2 separate regions of the Cyprinus carpio genome follow, and region 1 is linked to region 2. A link is a contact called in public Hi-C data. All regions are on one chromosome and are shown on one strand. Each heading gives the region's core, a stretch centred on a gene start, on an enhancer-like site or on the middle of the called end of the contact. The rest is flanking DNA. Distances are from core to core; before and after follow the strand shown. Region 1 overlaps LOC109089180 (lipoma-preferred partner homolog). Region 2 holds the start of LOC109110367 (U6 snRNA-associated Sm-like protein LSm2).

Region 1 (2,700 bases), core at 55-2,554, 150 kb before region 2:
TTATTCTCCTCTTCAGCTGGTGAAATTAATGTTCAATCGGATTTAAATCTGGACATTAACTTGGGCTATCTAAGACTTTATATTTTTTTGCCCTGATAAACTCCTTGACTGAACTTTAAATATCTTGAAAAAAAAAAATATTTAATGTTTTTATTGTGTTGACAGTTTTTATTTTGTTCAACACATCTGGTCTTTGGTTAATCTAGAAAAGATTATGCTGTATTGGCTATTAGTAAGAGAGATCATTCATACTCGTTTTGAGTAAATTAAATTCTGCACTTTATTATTGTTATCATTATCATTATTATTATTATTGGCAAAGAAAAGTTGAAAAAATAACATTATTAACCAGTATGTTTTCTACTCAAACCAGTTTCACAGAGGAACGCAGACCGCAATACTGATTCTGCTCAGAGTGAACAAATATTTTGTTCTCTCTCTCTCGTTTTTAAGCCCTGCTTTATGCAATTGACCAATATCGGTATCAGCCAATAGTTGTTTGTTAAAATTGGTATCGGCCAAAAAATCCTAATCCCTGCATCCCTAAGATAGATAGATAGATAGATAGATAGATAGATAGATAGATAGATAGATAGATAGATAGATAGATAGATAGTAATGCTGTTGACTGTTTTTTTTTAGATCTATTAACATACTCTTTCCATGCCTTGATTCATTTTCCAATATAACTTCATTATTTAATATTATTCATGTGGTGAAGAGCCATAATGTAATGTATTTTTCTCTTGTAAAAATAGCTATCGTAAAATGAGATGTCTTCCCTAGAGATCAATTCATTATATTCCCATAAAGATTACTTCTGATTCAACACTGTGGGTGCGAAGGGGAAAACATCTATGCTAATCTATGCCAAACTCAGAATTGCCTCTTGGATGGATCCCACAGTGTGTGTGTTTGTGTAAGTGAGTCTGTTTACAGGGACAGGTGTATGGCTGGAGAGATGAATGATGGAAGCAAATGGGGTTTATATAATGATCACATTTCATTACATCTTGTTACACCCACAGAGCACCAACTAAAGCAAAGAGACTGCTGTGATAGATTGGAAAGCATCAGGTTGAGTCAAAGCAGCAAAACAAATTCAGCTGCCATTTCACACACAGGAGTCAACAAAGATCACAAAGCAGGTCCTTTAACTACAGGTTTCAACAAACACTGGGATAAAGTCCCTTTCCTTAAAGCTCAAAGCAGGGATGAGGGGAAGAGCACTCCTATTGATTTTTGAGAGAATGCTCTGTGATTTGGGAGCGCTGTAAACTGAGGACGCTGATACTCTCTGCTTGTACAAGTGGAAGATTACAGAGAGAGCAGCTGTGCCAGTGGCCTCAGCTATAAAACCTGGCACAGTAAACAAGGCCAGAGTCACTCTAACAAATAATTCATATAATATAGACAGAGGGGAAAATAAATGCCTGGTGGATGTGCTGGATGAATAAAAAAGGTCAAGTAAAGTTAATCAGCCAGAAGCAACATTAGCTGGGATGTAGCTAATGAGTGCGTGTTTGTTCAAATTTTGAATTTAATAACAGGGTCACTTTGAATTTATGAATTGGAATATGAATTGAGATGACAGGATTTCCATTAGTCAATTTTTGCAACAAAACCAAAATAATCAGCATTAATTTACAGCAATTATGTATATTTGTTCATTATTGATATGTAATTTTCTCAATACTGTAAATTGTGAGTTGAGTACAGTTAACATACCCTCTACTACAATAAATAATAAAAATACTAACACTAATTAAATATAAAAATGTTGTGGGGGAGTTAACTGATTTGATCAGATTCGAGCATCTTCTTCTTCAAAAAAAATCCCATATAATGACAGTTCATTTATTACATATAGAAATACATATAGAACAGAAATAGAAATAGAAAATAAATGTAAAAAAAAAAAATTACTCATCATTGCAATTTGGAAAAGCCAATCGTTTTAAGACACCTCAAGTTTCATATAATTCTAATGCTATTTAAAATCAATATTTTTACAATAACATATTTTTTTTTTTTATCTCTTATTATGTCTGGTAACACTGGGAACACACCTAAATCTTTACATAATTGTTGGTTTTCACACATATTCCACGCTCTGATGGACAAACACTGTCATAAATGGCCAAGTGAGCAGGCACATATCAGAGCAACTGAGGCTGTTCCTGAGATTTAACCCCGATACCAGAAACTACTCAGGCTGTTTTCTCTCTAACACTGTGTTTTCTCTTTCTATATAAATTTTTCAAGTCTATATGACAAAAGCTTTCAGACACCTTTCTGTTACTTGTAGCTCTCACAAAGTACTTTTACAAAGATCTGCACTTAGACTATATTTTATTTAGGGAAAAACTTACCTGCCACTTCAAAAGTGTGCAGGTGCATGACCTTTAAAAATGTGCGCCTGTCAGTGTGTGTAGCTGTTGGTGTGCTTTAAATGTGAGCGTACATATTTCTCAGTGTGTATGTGCGTGTTTGCAGTACTTGTTGCCAAACCAGCATCACTTTGCTGAGAGCAACATTAATTTTTTCTCAGCTTACTGTATCAATGGCCTCTGCGTTTGGCGGAACTGAGGTCAAAGCCAGTTTTGCTCTGTATAAAAACAGAGCTTTTGGCTCAAATATGTGATATGTGACCTTTTGACCCCTCATCACTCTGATTCCACCAGGAATTTCTGCAGCGTT
Region 2 (2,700 bases), core at 162-2,661:
GAATATTTAGGGGGAAAAAACAAACTTTACAAAATTCGGAAAAAAAAAAAAAAAACATTTAATCTACAAGGCTCCACAGAGGATTATTGTGAACAGTCCAACAAAAAAAAACTATTCTCAAATGTAAACATTATTGTTTCTGTTGCATAGCTTCTTTGCGCGCAGCATCCTGCAGCAGCTGTGTGTCCACTTCATCCGCAGGAAGCTGAACATATCGCACTACAGATCCACGGATAAAGCAGTTCTTCACAGACAATTAAAAAAAACAACAATAATAAAAAGTCATACATAGACAGTTCAGACTCAATATGACATTTCATACATGACAGACTCAAGTGGCTGAGGTTCTAGGCACAGACCAGACAAGTGTTCTTTTCTGCTATTTAAGTTTTACTTCTCTTTATCAATCTATAGAGTGATCGGGGTTTAAATGGTATGCACACTTCCTTATCTATAACAAAGAAGTTCTCACCATGTGTGGATATTTCTCTGGATCAGTGACACTGATATCGGTCAGTTTGATGTTCAGATACTGTGAAGGGAGAACACGTTTAATTCTAAACTGAAATTCACTCAATATTTGCTTATATTTCAATAAAGCGTAATGTGCAGTCATACCTGATCAACCGAGTGTAATGTTCCACAAATGCTGCAACATTGACATTAAGAATGTAATGAGTTACCACATAAATTACACAGGGCACATACTAGATTTTTAAAGTATGTGATATATTAAAAGGAAAGTCCTTACCTCAAGTCATTCTTAAGCTCCACCACAACATCTTTGCCAACCAAGGACTTAAAGAACGAGTAGAAAAGCTAAGGAATTAAATGTTTGAATGTTACATTTAAATTAAGGCCTGATTCAAAAACAAAAGTTGATCAAACGATATGAAAATGTGCTAAGATGTGAAATAACGTACAGTGCAACGTTATACACTGTGCGAAGCCCTTTCGCCAATTGTACACACCAAAAGCAGTTTGCAGTGTCTCTAAATGTACACACCAAAAGCAGTTTGCAGTGTCTCTAAATTACTAAAAATGCCCGGTGTCTATTTAAAATTTAATGAAAAGAACAACAATACAAATAGTCTGCGATTGGACAAGTTAGCTAGCCGTTAGCAGGCTGCTGCCATTACTAATTCCTCACCAACAGCGGTGTGCAGTAAACAATAATACATTTTAAATATTACAAACAGGTTTATTTAGTCGCTGCAACATTTTTAACGGAAACCACTGTTTGTTATTGCTAAACAATAACGCTTACCATTTTCACGAGGTTTTGTGCTTCAGATCACATACGTCATCAAAAAGAGCTGCCGGGTTCTTCACTTCGTGCTTCTATTGGCTAGACGAATGAAGATGTAACGCTCCCATTGGTGGAGGAATGTCAACTGTACGCATCACGGGAATGCTTCACAAATACGGAATAGGAAATAGTCTATTTATCTATTTTTTTGTTTGTTTGTTTGTTTTTTAATAATAATTAAATGATGCCAGAAAATGAACTTTCACTGTGTCCACACGGCTTTACTAGCAAACTTACATCCCTTTGTCTTATAGCAGAAGCTCTGGTAATTCACCCTTTCACCAGCAGATGGAGGCAAATAATAAAAAAGCGCGGGCAAAATTATTCGTAACTTTCGCCCATGGTTGCATAAACTTCTTAGAGCAGCCTTACAAGATAGTCATGTAGTTCTTTTTTCTTCAGCACTAGTCCCTATTTATTAATTTGGTGATATAGGTGACATGCTATATATTGGTCTAATTTGAATCGAAGAAGCAAGACTGTATAGGCTACTTGTTCCTTGTTATTTACAATATAAGCTCTGCAATGCCATATACTGTAAAACACGATGGAAAGAGGGAAACATGGAAAATGTGTAATTTTGAAAAATGATACACTGCTTGGATTTCTAAAAACAACTATTGGTGGCCTATGGTAAAACTGACTGATATCAAACTAAAGTGAATTTTTAACAGACCAACAAATAAAAAATCAATGACTGTACAACACTTGGTTTTATTATACGATTACAACTGTTCACTCTTCTCTCTTTAATAAAAAATGTTTTAAGCAACATGAAATGTTTAAACTGAGGCTGATAGAAATGATTGCTCTATGTATGACTATATGCAGTGACATTCAAACTGTAAAACATTCATTTTAAAATTAATATCCAAGATCTCTGTCTTGCTATTGTTTATACATTTATCAATTTTAGTACTCAAAGATAAAGAAGCTTATGTCTTTTGCCCAGTACTACAGAGTCTCAAGTATCAGATAAGAAGCTCACGCCAGCGCTGACAGCTCTCCTGCCATGACACATCAGTAGGAAATCATTTTAATGGCCGACCCATCTTCACTTGTGGCTGTTGTGTCTCATGATGCCCTAAGGAAAGACATTGGAATTGAATGAGAAGGCAAAGGTATTTAAAATATATATTATTTCAAAGCATTATAATCAATAGAGCTGTTTACACACAGCCCTTGCAGCTCGCTGTCACTTGACAGAAGAGTTTCGAGACCACTGATCTACTGTTTTCCACAAAGAAGGAATGTACTGTGGTTGTCATACCATCTTTGGGTTGGCCTTGTCTGGTTTGTTGCCGTAACTTGGATGGAAGCTCAGAGCTGTCTCTGTAGTCTCTGGGCTTTGGCTGAGGCTCTTGTGGCTGACCAGGGCGAGACTTCATAGG

Evidence for each region. Hi-C and Micro-C count contacts between places; a contact is called where the count stands out from the background.
Region 1: a contact with region 2 is called in a Hi-C map of skeletal muscle, with 2.7 times the contacts expected there. The contact joins the enhancer-like site here to the promoter of LOC109110367 in region 2. A contact is called at or near these places in 3 of 8 Hi-C or Micro-C datasets (liver and skeletal muscle).

What each region holds. Positions count from the first base shown.
Region 1 is chrB6:15,771,040-15,773,739 of ASM1834038v1, reverse strand. All of the region lies in intron 5 of LOC109089180 (lipoma-preferred partner homolog), which reads right to left. Among protein-coding and RNA genes, the nearest start is that of LOC109089180, 110 kb to the right of the region's middle. Within about 2 kb of position 1,304, at least 1 of the 8 cell types and tissues checked has an H3K27ac peak or open chromatin away from gene starts, as enhancers often do. A contact at or near this core is called in skeletal muscle, where this site is marked.
Region 2 is chrB6:15,619,780-15,622,479 of ASM1834038v1, reverse strand. LOC109110367 (U6 snRNA-associated Sm-like protein LSm2) reads right to left here and starts at 1,411. Exons shown (of 5, transcript XM_019123426.2): 1 at 1,268-1,411; 2 at 752-819; 3 at 619-649; 4 at 473-532; 5 at 1-256. The coding sequence starts at 1,270. The coding sequence ends at 131. LOC109110360 (phosphatidylinositol 3,4,5-trisphosphate 5-phosphatase 1-like) reads right to left here. Exons shown (of 28, transcript XM_042725853.1): 27 at 2,580-2,700; 28 at 2,004-2,393. The coding sequence ends at 2,341.